Linked DNA regions of Mus musculus: region 1 is linked to region 2. The links are chromatin contacts, called in public promoter capture Hi-C maps. All regions are on one chromosome and are shown on one strand. Each heading gives the region's core, a stretch centred on a gene start, on an enhancer-like site or on the middle of the called end of the contact. The rest is flanking DNA. Distances are from core to core; before and after follow the strand shown. Region 1 holds the start of Nfyc (nuclear transcription factor-Y gamma). Region 2 holds the start of Kcnq4 (potassium voltage-gated channel, subfamily Q, member 4).

The links. Capture Hi-C pulls out chosen DNA fragments and counts their contacts.
Region 1: a promoter capture Hi-C map of adipose tissue shows a contact between it and region 2. The contact joins the promoter of Nfyc here to the promoter of Kcnq4 in region 2. A contact is called at or near these places in 18 of 39 promoter capture datasets (the 3T3-L1 cell line, 3T3-L1-derived adipocytes, the C10 cell line and 13 more), 3 of 484 Hi-C or Micro-C datasets (embryonic stem cells and muscle stem cells), 4 of 115 datasets of contacts at active chromatin or transcription factors (effector CD8 T cells, embryonic stem cells and memory CD8 T cells) and 3 of 9 other capture datasets (adipose tissue, liver and pancreatic islet).

What each region holds. Positions count from the first base shown.
Region 1 is chr4:120,822,814-120,829,568 of GRCm38.p6, forward strand. It overlaps Nfyc (nuclear transcription factor-Y gamma), which reads right to left and starts at 2,928. Exons shown (of 10, transcript NM_008692.4): 1 at 2,717-2,928.
Region 2 is chr4:120,744,618-120,751,469 of GRCm38.p6, forward strand. It overlaps Kcnq4 (potassium voltage-gated channel, subfamily Q, member 4), which reads right to left and starts at 2,782. Exons shown (of 14, transcript NM_001081142.3): 1 at 2,243-2,782. The coding sequence starts at 2,559.

The sequences.
Region 1 (6,755 bases), core at 1,678-4,177, 78 kb after region 2:
CAAGAGAATCCCAAGTTAGATGCTAGCTTTAGCTACACAGGAAGACTCTGCCTTTGTTTTTATTTCATTTTAATTAACTTAGAGACAGAGTCTCATATATTCCAGGCTATCATCAATCTCCTGAACCTTCTTTCTATGTCCTAGATGCTGGCATTACAAGTATTCATCACTGGGTTCAGCTTATTAGATGCTAGTGATCAAACCCAGGCCTTAGTACATGCTAGGTTCATACTCTACCAACAAAGCTACATCCCCAGCCCAAGAGCCTGCCTTTAAAGGGTCATCTCTACCACTAAGTCAATGCTTCCATAGGTGAGGCAATGCTGTCCAGTAGAATGAGGTTCTATCAAGTGACCGAAGATAGACATGGCTTGGCTTTGCAAAGCTAAGTGACTTCAACAAGGTTCTCTCTTTAGAACCTTAGCATAAAAAACATGCCTAAAAGCAGCTGAAGATGCAAGGGTTTTCCTTTTCCCACAACAGTCTGTGGCATCAAGGTAATACAGAGTTTAAATACAGGGGTTCCAGCAGGGCAGTGATGGCACAGGTCTTTAATCCCAGCACTCAGGAGGCAGAGGCAGGTCGATCTCTGAGTTTGAGGCAAGTCTGGTTTACAAGAGGGAGTTCCAGGACAGCCAGAGCTGCACAGAGAAACCTTCTCTACCGCCCTCCCCTGCCCGCACCTCTCTCTCGCACACACACAAAACCTAAATAAATAATAAATAAGGGCTCCAGCTGGTCTTGGTAACACCTTTAATCTCACCATTCCTGAGGAAGGAGGTGGATCTCTATGAATTCCAGACCAGCCTGGCCTTATATAGTGAGACCACCATCTCAAAAAGGAAAATAAAATAAGCTCCAGGTTGGCATGGTAGCTCACCTGGTAAGAGCTCTTGCCACAAAGCCTGAGGACTGGAATTCCTCCCATGGATTTCACATGATGGAAGGAGGGAATGAACATACCTACAAGCTGTCCTCTGACCTCCAGAATACTATGGCTCACACACTCACATGTACATAATAAATTAAAATGTAATAAAAATTTCAAAATAAAAAAGAATTAAGAGCTCCAAGATCCCAGAGTGGTGGGACTCTCTGGGAAATCTCATCAGTTAGGATGTGGATCTAGAAGAATCTGGAGTGAAAGGTCATTACCAGCTACATACAGAGCAAGCAAGAGTAGCCTGGACTACAGGAGAACTTGCCTCAAAAGAAAAAAGGTAAAGAAAGAGTAAAGAGGGAAGAGGAAGACAGAGAAGAGGAGGAGAAGGAAGGATATGAAGTGGGAACTCTAAAAGCAGTGTAAGGATGGAGAATCCCATCTGTGTCTGGATCTGGGCTGTCACTTACTAGCTGTGAACTTAACCAAATTCCTCGTGGTTTTGTCTTCCTTTTAGAGTCTCACATCTTACAGGCTGACCTCAAATTCCTGGGCTCAAGCAACCCTCTCACCCTAATCTGCACGGCTGCTCCCACAACAAGGACAGTACACCTGACTCCAGCAACTTACAAACTCTTGCTTGTTCCCTCACAGAATGAGGATGGCACTGCCAATATCTGTGTGACTGTAAAATATACTCATACACCCAGGTAAGCACGCGAAACAAGGTCTATTACTCCTGAGTTTGTCTCACCTGCCCTCTGAACTGAAAGTTAAGAGAGATCAATTTTAAGGGGGAAGTGGGGTAACTCAGTTGGTAGAATGTTTGTCTAGCAAGCACAAAGCTCTGATCCTATATTCTTCTTAGACCAGTGAAAATTTCATATATAACATCTCAAAACTAGCATGATCCCAAATCCTGTAACCCCCAACTTCCCAATTATGCAAATACATTCTACAGCTGACTTTCTGATTCTACTTAATGTAATGTTAAAATGGCATTCAGCCTCTAAAAGTTGATACACCTGTCCAGTGGGATCCGGCTGTTTACCTGTTTCCCACTCTCCATTTCAGAACCCAGAATGGAGTCTGGAGTTCTACACTAATCCTCCGGGTTTCAAAACCCAAATTCTTACAGCAGGCTCCCTAATCCGATTCTGTCCTTCTGGTCCTCACTCCCACTACTTCCATACCATGCACTCAGACTTCTACTCAGGGTCATTCCCAAGCTGGATCAATTTCCAAGTCTAGCACCCCTAGGTCTCGAAGACACTTCTGTTCCGTGTTTACAAAGCAGGGGCTTGCACACCCCATCTTGTAGTTGACCGTGCCTCTGGTATTAGTAGTGACCCCTCCCCGTTGCAGGCCACACGCCAGGCTACCACTCTCTTTCTCCTCTGGGCCTCCGGCTCCGTCCCGGAGACTCCCCGCCACGCTGGCATTAGAGGGACCGTCGCCCTGCCGCCAGAGCCTGAGCAGCTAGCATCCCGACAGCCGCCAATTCCTTCATCACCCCCCAGGCCGGAGCCGGCGTGACCAATAAGGTGCCAGGTCCGCGGCCTCCCCGCCGCCGACCAATCACGAGCGAGCCCCCCCGCCGTCGCCTTCCGCCAATGGGAGAAAGCCCGCGGGCCCAGGCGCACGGACCCCGCGAGCGCAGCCGCGACGACAGCGGCGGGCCCGGCGAACACATAACATGGCGGCGGCAGAGCCGACCGAAGTGCAGCGGCGGCCGCAGAGGGAAGGGAGCTCTCCGCCATTGGCGGGAAGCACCGCCCTCACTGCCGGCCGCCCCCTCTCTCTCTCCCCTCCTCACCCAAGCTTTCATACACTCACAGGCCTCTACTCCGGCGTCCAGCGAAGAAAGCAGCCGCCCCCGCGCTGCTGCGCCGTCGGGCAATGCAGAGGCCCGGGCGCGGCGGAGGGGAGGGGGAAGCGTGCGTCACGAAAAACCGGAGCGCGTGCGGAGCGGGGGCGCAAACAAGATGGCGGCCGCGCCGTTTGTACCGTCTCCCCTGCCCCTCCCCCCACTCCGCGCCTCGACTCCCAGCAACGCGTAGTGCGCAGCGGCTGAGGTGCCTGAAGTCTCGCGAGAATTGTCTTGCCTGGCCAAGCGGGATAGTGAGAGCGGAGACTTTTGGGGCCCCGCCCCTTCCCAGGGGCGCGGGAGGCGTTTCTCGGTGACCTCCGAGGACGTTCTATATCCTTGAAGCTCTCAGCTAGGATGCGCTCGCTTCTGGGTTTTAGGAAATAGTTTTCCGTGTTTTGTTCTTCAAGGAAATGAATGGTAGGGAGAGAAGAACTTCGCGGGCATGGAAAATTTAAAAAGCCGCCTGGGGCTCAGCAAACCGGACGACCTGAATTCGATTCTTGGAACCCAGGATGGACCAGAAGAACAGAGTCCTGAAAGCTGAACTCTGATCATTAATGTGCGACGCGCGCGCGCACACACACACACACACACACACACACACACACACACACACACACACCAGTAAGTGAAGAAATAAAATTTCCAAACAACCAAAAAGGTGACATTTTAAAACGTTAAAATTGGCATAAAAAGGGCTGGAGAGATGGCTCAGTGGTTAAGAGCACTGACTGCTCTTCTGAAGGTCCTGAGTTCAAATCCCAGCAACCACATGGTGGCTTACAACCATCCGTAATGACATCTGATGCCCTCTGGTGTGTCAGAAGACAGCTACAGTGTACTTACATAAAATAATAAATATTTTTTTTAAAAATTGGCATAAAAAATTAAAGAGTTGGGAGGTGGCTCAGTAAAGTGCTTCCTACAAGCATTAAGACCTGCATTAGCCCCCCCAACACTCCATAAGCCACTAGCACAGTAGTCTCCCATACCTGAAAGGCTTGAAAAGAAACCTGCCAGCCTAGCTAAATAAGCAAGCTCCTGGTTCAGTGGGAGGCCCAGTCTATACAAATAGGTTGGGGCCAGCGCGGTAGAACTGAAATTCCAGCACCTGGGAAGACGGAAGCAAGAGGGTCTGTGAGTTCAACGCCAGCCTTGTCGAGTTCCAGGACTTCCAGAATTACGCAGGGAAATCCTGTGTCAAAAAATAGGGTGAAGTTTCCACTGAAGACATCTAGATGTTGCCTTCTATGGGCGAATGCATTCCATGCAAATACATTAACACAATATGTATGGCTTGGTGTGGTAATACATGCCTCTAATCTTGGCACTTTAGGCTGAATATGGAAGCCAACCATTTTGGGGAGGTGGGGGTGGGGATGGGGAAGTGTAGTATTTCACAAGGCCTGTCTATAACTGGTTGTCCGGTGCTCATTATGTAGTCCACACTGACCTTAAACTCAGCTAAATCTTCCTTACTTAGCCTCGGGGTCCTGGGATTACAGACATAAACTACCATGCCCAGCACACACACACACACACACACACACACACACACACACACACGAAAAGAAAAGAAAAAAGAAAAGAAAAGAAAAGAAAAGAAAAGAAAAGAAAAGAAAAGAGAAAAGACAGGAGGCAGAGGCAAGCGGATTTCTGAGTTCGAGGCCAGCCTGGTCTACAAAGTGATTTCCAGGACAGCCAGGGCTACACAGAGAAACCGAAACTCTGTCTCGAAAAGCCCAAAAAAAAAAAAAAAAAAAAAAAGAATTTTGTTTTTACTGGATACCCCAAATAAGAAATTGTATTTTGACTGAGATGTGGGTGTAGATGAGGGTGAAGTGAATAATTAAAATGCCTATGGCCCTGGGAAAGACCTCCTGCTCCAGAAAGAAAGAGAGGCAGGCCTGAGGATGCAGTTCAGTTGGTAGTGAGTTTGCCTGGTATGGAAGCCCTGGTTCAGTCTCCACCATGGCATAAAACCTGGTGTGGTGGAACATGCAGTTAATCCCAAGACTCAGGAGATGACTAGAAAGATTAGAAATTCAAAATAGCTGGGTGGCAGTGGTGGTACGTCTTTATTCCCAGCACTCAGTGACAGAGGCAGGTAGATTTCTGAGTTCAAGGCCAGCCTGGTCTACAGAGTGAGTTCCAGAAGAGTCGGAATCTCTGCATAGTGAATTTCAGGACAGGGCAGAGAGAAACTCTTGTCTCAGGGTGAGGAAAAGTTCAAAAGCAAATTAACTAAATGGTTTAGCCAGTAAAGACACTTGCCTCCAAACCAGATAACTTGAAATCAGTGACTGAGACTCAAGGGGTATCAAGATAATCCTCTGCTAACTAACAGTTAAGGGGCGGGAAGGAAACTTAGGTAAACAAAGAAAAACTTGAGAAGTCTACAAATATTTGTTTGAAAATTATGTTTTTTGAAAAATGAAAAATTGGGGACTTGGAGAGATGGCTCAGTGGTTAAGAGCACTGACTGCTCTTCTAGAGGACCTGAGTTCAATTCCCAGCAACCACATGGTGGCTCACAACCATCTGTAATGAGATCTAATGCCCTCTTCTGGTGTGTCTGAAGACAGCAACAGTGTACTAATATACATAAATAAATAATTTTTTTTTTTTTTTGGTTTTTCAAGACAGGGTTTCTCTGTGTAGCCCTGGCTGTCCTGGAACTCACTCTGTAGACCAGGCTGGCCTCGAACTCAGAAATCCGCCTGCCTCTGCCTCCCAAGTGCTGGGACTAAAGGCGTGCGCCACCACGCCTGGCTAAATCTTTTTTTTTTTTTTTTAAATCTGTGTTCTGCTACACAGAAACTTAAAAAAATGTAAAAATTGCATAGAAACAGCCCAAATTACTAGAGATTATACTGTAATTAAGTATGGACAGTTTACAGGGGCTGTACCCTGCTTCCCTTCAGAGCCTAGAAATTAGGTTGCTCTTAGAATTGAAGTAAATGCAAGTCTACATAGTAGAGAAAATATCTACTTAAGAACTACCTACTTAAGAAATAATGTGCCGGGTGTGGTGGCGCACACCTTTAATCCCAGCACTCAGGAGGCAGAGGCAGGCAGATTTCTGAGTTCGAGGCTAGCCTGGTCTACAGAGTGAGTTCCAGGACAGCCAGGGCTATACAGAGAAACCCTGTCTCGAAAAACCAAAAAAAAAAAAAAAAAAAAAAAAAAAAAAAGGGACTGATCACGTAGTTCTACAACAGAACATGTATTCACTGTGCACAGCACCCTGGGGTCAATCTCCAGACCAGAAACAGTAGGAGGGACAAAAAAAGAGTCCATTTAGGATCCTAAAAGTAGCCTGTACTACTTCTTAACCCTTTGCTTGCTGATTTCTGACTACTATCTCCCAGGGGATGAGAGGGCAGTGAGCAAAAGGACAGAGACAGTAGCTATTTGTCAGTACTATTCTGATGTTTTAATGGTCAGTATTATCACTGATAACAATACAGTAAGCACAATAGATGAACAGGAGTCCTTGCTTGCTGTGAGGTGTCTATGGTCTTTGTGCCTCTGTCTCTAAAGCCTTTCCTGTGTGAATCCCTAAGGAATTGAACTTCCAACCCTAATCTCAGTATGAGTGGCCTTGTTTTGAAGTTTGGTTTATCAGTTGGTTGTATACATATATATATATATATATATATATATATATATATATATATATATATATAATTTTTTTTTAATTTAAAGATCAGCATGCAACAATGTGACCAGCCAGCTTCTTTCTTCTGGCCCCTGGCCTCCCTGTCCTGCTGCCATGTCTTTCCTCCACATAATGAATTGAAAACAGAAACAAAACCGGAGAAAGAGTCATATGGAACAAAGTGGTTCGGGGAGACAGATGACTAGGCTGTCCTCCAGTCCCCACCATCAGGCTCTATGTACCTACCTCTAAACTTTCTAACTACACAAGCCACAGACATTTCTCTTTGTGCTTATTACCATGTTAACTCGATCGCTCCAAAGAATAAAGACTTATCCCTGATT
Region 2 (6,852 bases), core at 1,532-4,031:
CTAGCACCCATTCCTAGTCCTCTCACCCACACAACTGTTCAGTTATCTCTTTCCCACCCATTAGCCCATTCATGAAGAAGTCCCAAAATACAGGATTTCTACCCACTCCAATGACCTACAGATCTAATGCTCAGAAAGGCTCTCAACTAACACAGTGCCCCACAGCACTCAACAGGAAGGGCCTTCTCAGTCTCCTTGACCTCCAAGATCTACAGCCAGTTCCCTGAGATCCCTAAACATCCAGACACTGTCACACCATGTGTCTTCCCCTAGGGCTCCAATTAACGCTTCCATCCTGAGCTCCTGGAGACAAGTGTTCTGGACAGGGCTGCCCCTAGCCAGGGCATTCCTGGCATCTGGAGAGAGGCGGATGTGGGGCAAAGGTGTCATCCGATTTAGCTCCTGGTAAGAAGGGAGGCCCCTCTAAAGAAGCTACAGTAGTGGTTGGTCAGGGTTAGGCTGTTTTCATCTCTACTTGACGGCCCCAGCCTGGGGCCAAGGAACTAAGTTAGGAGCCAACTGACTTCTCTAGGCCCTGCCATGACTTGGAAAAGTCACCTCCAGGGAAGAGCCTGTGGAAAGCATAGCTGTGCCCTGTGTCTTAGCCTCCCTAGGCACATAAGGGGCTCTGGCGTATTAATGTTCAGTGGACACTGGAGCCCCTAGTCCACCAGCATTGAACTATATCACTCCACTGACAGCTACATCCAACAGACGTCCGTCCAGGTCTTTTGGGTGCACTGAGATGTGGGCTGCCCCTGATTATTCACTGGGATCCAAAGCCTGGCCTTACACCCAGCAGAGTCTCAGCCTGGGGTCTCTGCACAAAGCCACAGCTGCCACTCTAAGTATTCTAAGTGGGTCTGTAGAAAGTTCCCTTTCTTTGTTCTTCCTGGTACCATCTTCCTCTTCCCCTGAGATTCTGTACCCAACCCCCCACCCCCCGGACTCATGGGGCAGAGGTAAGAGGGCATACAAGGAGGACAAGCAGAAAGACACGGGTGGGGAAAGCCAGATAGAAGGGTGGCCAAGCAGGTGAACAGAGAGATAGACAGATGGACACACAGACATCAAAATAAGTAAGAGGATAGGCCCACAAAGCACGAAGACAGACAGACCAACAGAAAGGCTGTGGGACAGACAGGTAGAGAGATTAACAGACAAGCTAACTCACACACAAAGGGAAACTCAAGTCTTGCATAGGGACAGATTGTCAAGTGACTATCAGGTGGACAAAGCGGGCTGCCCTGGAGACCCTGGAGCAGGCAGTGGTAAGAGCAGCTCATTGTCTCTCCCAGGCACTTCTCAGCATCTCAGCACCAGGCCCAGCCCTTTAACCGATATGGCCTGGGCCTCTCATGTTCCTGGTCCGACCAGGCCTTCCCCCAAGACTGCCTTCCGAGCTGCCAAAATTCACTCTCTACATCCAAGAGGGGTCAGTGTTTTGAAAGTTGTAGGAGCCTGCTGAGAGGAGGAGGGGCCCCACAGCGGCATTGTTTCCAAACATACCCCTCTCTTCTTTCTTTTTCCCCATGCTCAGAGCCAGGCCTAGTACAGCTGGCCAGCAAGGCAGGAGAGCTGGGCCCAGCCTTCAGGGCAAGGCAGGACAGGGCAGGGCAGGCAGGGCAGCCTGCTGCCTTGGGTACTTCGAAGTTGAGGGTGCGGAGCAAGACTAAAGAAGACACGGATAAAGTTGGAAACAGCACACAGGCCTGTCAGAGCCATAGGGACCCTAGACAGCCCTGATCTGGGTACAGCCTGTCTCTGAAGAGAGAAATCTCCAAGGGGACCAGGTGGGAGCACAACATAACTACAGAGCCTGAGGGGAGAAAAATAATGTAGGGGCTAGGGTCTTCTGTGTCTGGGACACAGGGAGGGTGAGGTGAACAAAAGATAAGGAGAGTCCCACTTTAGCGGCTTCGGACTTGGTAAAGCAGAGAAGAGCAAGAAGCTGAATGACGGATCAGAGCAGTGGGGCTCTGCGATCAGGATGAAAGTAAGGAGAGCAGGCAGAAGAGGTTAGACGCCAGGGCAACAGGGGTCAAGGCTGGGAGATCAGGGGTTAGGTCAGGCTGGGAGACCGAAAAGGGGGCACAGGCCCAAGAGGGGAACTGAGTGAGGGTCTGCCCCGGGGCAATAGGATAGAGAGGTGGAGCCAGCGCGGGGTGGCGGTCCCCAAGGAGTCTGGCTCATGCGGGGTCAGAGCCGGGGCACGTCAAGGGGTGCGGGGGCTCCAACTTACATGAAGACGTGGTAGACGAAGGCCCACCCGCGGGGCCGCTCCAGCACGTTGTAGACCCAGTTCTGCAGGCGGCGGTAGCGCTTCTGCGCGGCGGAGGAGCGCTGGCCGCCGCAGGCGGAGCCCGAGCCGGAGCCCGGCCCAGGGAGGGGCGCGCCCGGCGGCAGGGGGCTGCCCAGAAGGCCGAGGCGACGCGGAGAGCCGCCCCCGCCCGCCTCGCCCTGTTCACTCTGCACGGCCGTGAGCGCCACCAACTCCGCGCGGGGGGCGTCCCCGGGCGGGGGGCCCAGGCCGAGGCGGCGCGGGGGGGCCTCGGCCATGGGCGGCGCCGGACGGGGGACCGGGGCGTTGCGGGGCGGGGGCGCGCTCGGGCGGCTCAGAGTCGCATGGCTCGAACCCCGGGCCGGCGAGGCGACCCTGGGCGCGCACGCAGGCGGCGGGGGCTAGGGACCAGGCCGGGTCCGTGCGGGGTCCGGAGGCGGTCGCTCGGAGCCTCGGGGCCGCGGGAGCCCGTACTGACCGCCCGCTTCCCCGGCGACTGGGGCGGCTCTTTCCGACTCCAACTCTCTTATTACGCGCTCCATGCCGCTCGCCTTTCCACCTGCCGCCGGCGCGCCGCTCACATGTCACCCTCCCCCGCCCCGCCCCGCCCCTCCCCCGCCCGCCCCGCGGCCGCCTTCCCAAATCGGGGAGGGAGCGAGAGAGAAGAGCACCGGGAGGGGGACCCGGGTCGGACGCGGCGGAGCAGGGCGCGCGGTCCGCCCAGTCGGTGTGTCCCGGCCCCGAGCGCGTGGCGCGGGCAGCGCGCCGGGCCCCGAGGCCGGGCGTGTACGAGTGGTGTGGCCCTGGTGGCCCGCTCTGGGGAGGGAGGTTGGGACGCCTGGTGAGTGGTTGTGGAAAGTGGAGCGTGGAGTGTGGAGTTGTGGCCGCGGTAGCTCGAGGGACACTTACATTGTAGAGTGGAGGTGTTTGTGTCCAGAGAAGTGCCTACTTGTGAGAGTTGGCTAGCCAGCCGTGGGTCTGCGTGGGTTCAGAGTGAGTGGGTGGATGGATGGATGGATGGGTGGGTGGGTGGGTGGGTGGATAGATAGATGGATGAGAGTACAGAAGAGTGTGCAGAACCGGGCAGTACAGCGCGATGGGTAATGTAAGCGAGGAGGTGTGCCCGTCGGGTCGTGCCCTCGGTTTCTAGTGCAGGGTGTTTAAAATGCGCTGAGGGCCGAGTGAAGTTGGGACAGCAGCTTCCGTTCCTCCTGCTGTTGTTACTTGAAGGGCCCGGTGCCCTACAGCTATCGAGAGATGTGTGGGGTGGTGTAGCTCACAGTTGTGCCCAGATGCGTCTCTCCTCCCGTCTTGTTGATGAAGGAGGAGACCCCAGTTGATCACCCTGAGCAGAGGGGACGCTCCCTCCCTGATTACGTACCTGCCCTCATCTCCCCACTCCATCTCCGCTCCGTGGGATTCACACCCGCCACCCCCTTCTCCCACTCTAGCCCAGAAAAGCTTGTTTAGGGCAGATAGAAGTATAGAAATAAACGTACTAGGGGCCAGTATTAGGGGAACGGACAGAGCACTCCCAAAGGCCTATAGCACCCCACCAGGACTTTCTCTAGGAGCACCCCTCTCCAGCAAAAAGTTCTCGGTGCCTGACCTCCGTCTCCGCTGTGAGCTGTCTGGCCCCTTTTCCCTCGCCCTCCTGACCGTGTACTAGGTGATGATTCGGGTTTGCTGGCCCTCCTTCCTTCTTCCCCAGCCTAAAGCGATGGCCAAACCAGACGCTCCCGCTCCCTCCGCAGGCCCTGCCCCAGGGTGAAGCGCTTCCGCAGCAAACTCTTCTTCACTCCTCGGGGAGGATCTCGGGGGACACAGCTAGCTGGAAGGGGGGGGCGGGCTGCAAGCTCGATTCTCAGCTGTCAGCAAAGGCAGCATTGATCTGCTGAGCGCCAGAGCGGGAGGGCTGGAGGGAGGGCTATGGACCGTGAGGGTGGGTAGGATTCGAAGTTCCCAAGCTACCTTTGGCAGCCTGTACCCCAACCCCTAGCGACCCTTACCCTCCTGCCCAGCTGGGATGCATTCTGGGGTCTGACCTGAATCTCTCCCACTGCTGCTGGTGCTGGGAGTGCGCAGTGCTCCTGCATAGGTCATGCCCTGACCTACTGAGAACTGAAGGTTTCTAGACTTGGGGGCGGGGGGGGGGTGCGCACTATGGTTGCAAGTGCCAGGGCTAGATATAGCTATCTTCTCCCTATAAGCTGAAGCCCGTATATCCCCCACCCCATATATGGCATTGTCTCTCCTGACTGGTAAACTGCAAGTTCTCAATCAGAGGCCCAGGGATGGGACTCAAGTCAAGAATTCAAATTACACAACGGAAAGTGGCTGCTGGGGTCTTTTGAGGCTTTGATCTTAGCTGAAACGGAACTTGAATTCAGGTTGCCCTTATCAGCACTTGGGATATCTAAAATTGGGTCTGTTCTGGGAAATCTGATCCTCCAGTTGAGTGCCACCTATGAACCCATGCTCCCCTTCTCGTGTGGGTGATTGCCAAGCTTCCCTTCTCTCTGTGAATGGAACTCCGCAGGAGAGGGTCCTCGTCATTTTTTCCAGTTCATGGCCTATATTACCCCATCCAAGGCTGGGGGAAGGTAAGAGAACTGTAGTTCCTGTTGGGATGGAAGCTAGATTTCAGAAGCACCTACAGAGGTCCCAGAGGCTATCTTTGAAGGTCAGCACCTCGTGGAGGGTCATGTGCATTGATAGTAAGAGGAGGGAGACAAGAGAGAGTTCTTCCTAGGGTGTGGTGTGTGTGTGTGTGTGTTTGTGTGTGTGTGTGTGTGTGTGTGTGTGTGTAGGAGGCAGAGGAGAGTCCAGAGAGGACAGGTGGCTACTCTTGAGTGTTACTCAGTGGCCTTCCTGTGCCCATCCGGATTCCCAGGACATGACAGAGAACGGACTTTCCCCACAGCAGGCTTTAGTGACTAAGACACTTTTCTGAGCAAACAGCTGTCTCTGGCTCCCAGGTCTAGCCTCCCTACTGGAGGGAGGTGGGGTATGCTATGGCTTTCCACACACCATTCTCTAACTCCCACATCTATGCCCTTGACTCCACCCTCTGCAACTTCCTCAACTCTGCTTCCTCAGCTCCTTGGGAACCCTGCCTAGTCTTCTGAGCTCATCCCCTGACCCATGTTTCTCCCTGGCTCTTGAGTTTCCAGGGCTGTATAAGAACAGGCCAACTCCCTGATCTGCTGTAATCCATCACTGTCTCCATCATCCATCAATGGAGCAGGTATTGATTGCGAGGAAGGGTGGGGAGGGAGAGGGTTCCCATTTGCTGAGCACCAGCTGGGGGCCAGATCCTCTCCTTTACAAAGAACAGAGTCCGGTGCTTTGTGGGAAATGGGCTGAGAGGTAGGGACACTCACCCAAGGAGAGACAACCAGGCAGGGAGCTCACGCCCTCACTGGCTTGCACTTTCCCAGAACTCCTAGGCCCTGAGTGCCAAGGAGAAGGAATTCTAAGAGATGATTCTGAGTCTCTAGCACTGGCTCCTGCCAGGGGGTAGGATGCCCAGATCTGAGAGGATCAAGGTCTAGAAGTGGCTGGCACCTTGGTTCTTGGGGGTAGCTTCATCCCTGGTATTGACTCCTGTTATGACCTCAGGTCATTTCACGGCTCGGATTCCTTGCTGGAGTGGGAGGGTTGACTGCACTCAGCAGTTTTCAGCCACTGTCAGCACCAGGAGTCCCTTTCTTCTTTCTTTCTTTCTTTTCTTTCTTTCTTTCTTTCTTTCTTTCTTTCTTTCTTTCTTTCTTTCTTTCTTTCTTTCTTTCTTTCTTTCTTTCTTTTTCTTTTAGCAGACAGAATCATAAGGTGGTAAAGAATGGTTGAGGTGAGGGGCTCCAGGCTCCTCCCACCTGCCTATTTCTTCCCTATCTCTCTGATGGTCTCCCTGTGCAGCTGCCTACATAGTCCTGGTGCTCTTGAAACTGCGACAATCCACCTGCCTGCCTCCCAGTGCTGGGATTACCAGTGTGTGCCAACACTTAATTTTCTCCTGAGTTTTCTTACAGCTGCTGGATTGCTAGAGGGCCCAAGGAGGGAGAAGCTGTCACTGGCAACGAGAGAAGGCCAATGAGCCTTCTTTAGGACAGGAATGAAGAGGACTTGGAGAATAAGTTTTATGGCCCACAGCTCCACAAAACTGCTGCTTCTTCTCTTTCAGCATCTCCCAAACATGCTGGGAGCTCAGGAGATCCATACCTGTCAGGCAGCCTCAGGCTGGGTGGAGACTTGCCCAATAGAGCATTAGGCTACAGTGTGTGAGAGTAGCCAGGGCCTGGGTCAGGGAGGGTGTTCTAGGGCACAGGGAAGAAAGAAGAAATGTGGTTAACAGCAGAGGCTCAAGAGTCTGGATAGCAGATGGGGCCTGAGCCGTGGTCCAGAGCAGAGGAGGGCTCAAGAGGGCCAGACATAGCAATGCCGGAAGGCACAGGTCAGCAGAGGCTGTACAAATAGGAGATACTTCTTACTGCTCATGTGAGAACTGGCAGAAGGTGCTCACAGGGCAATAGCAGGAAGCCATTGAGGGATGTAGAGAGGCCTTCTCTCTA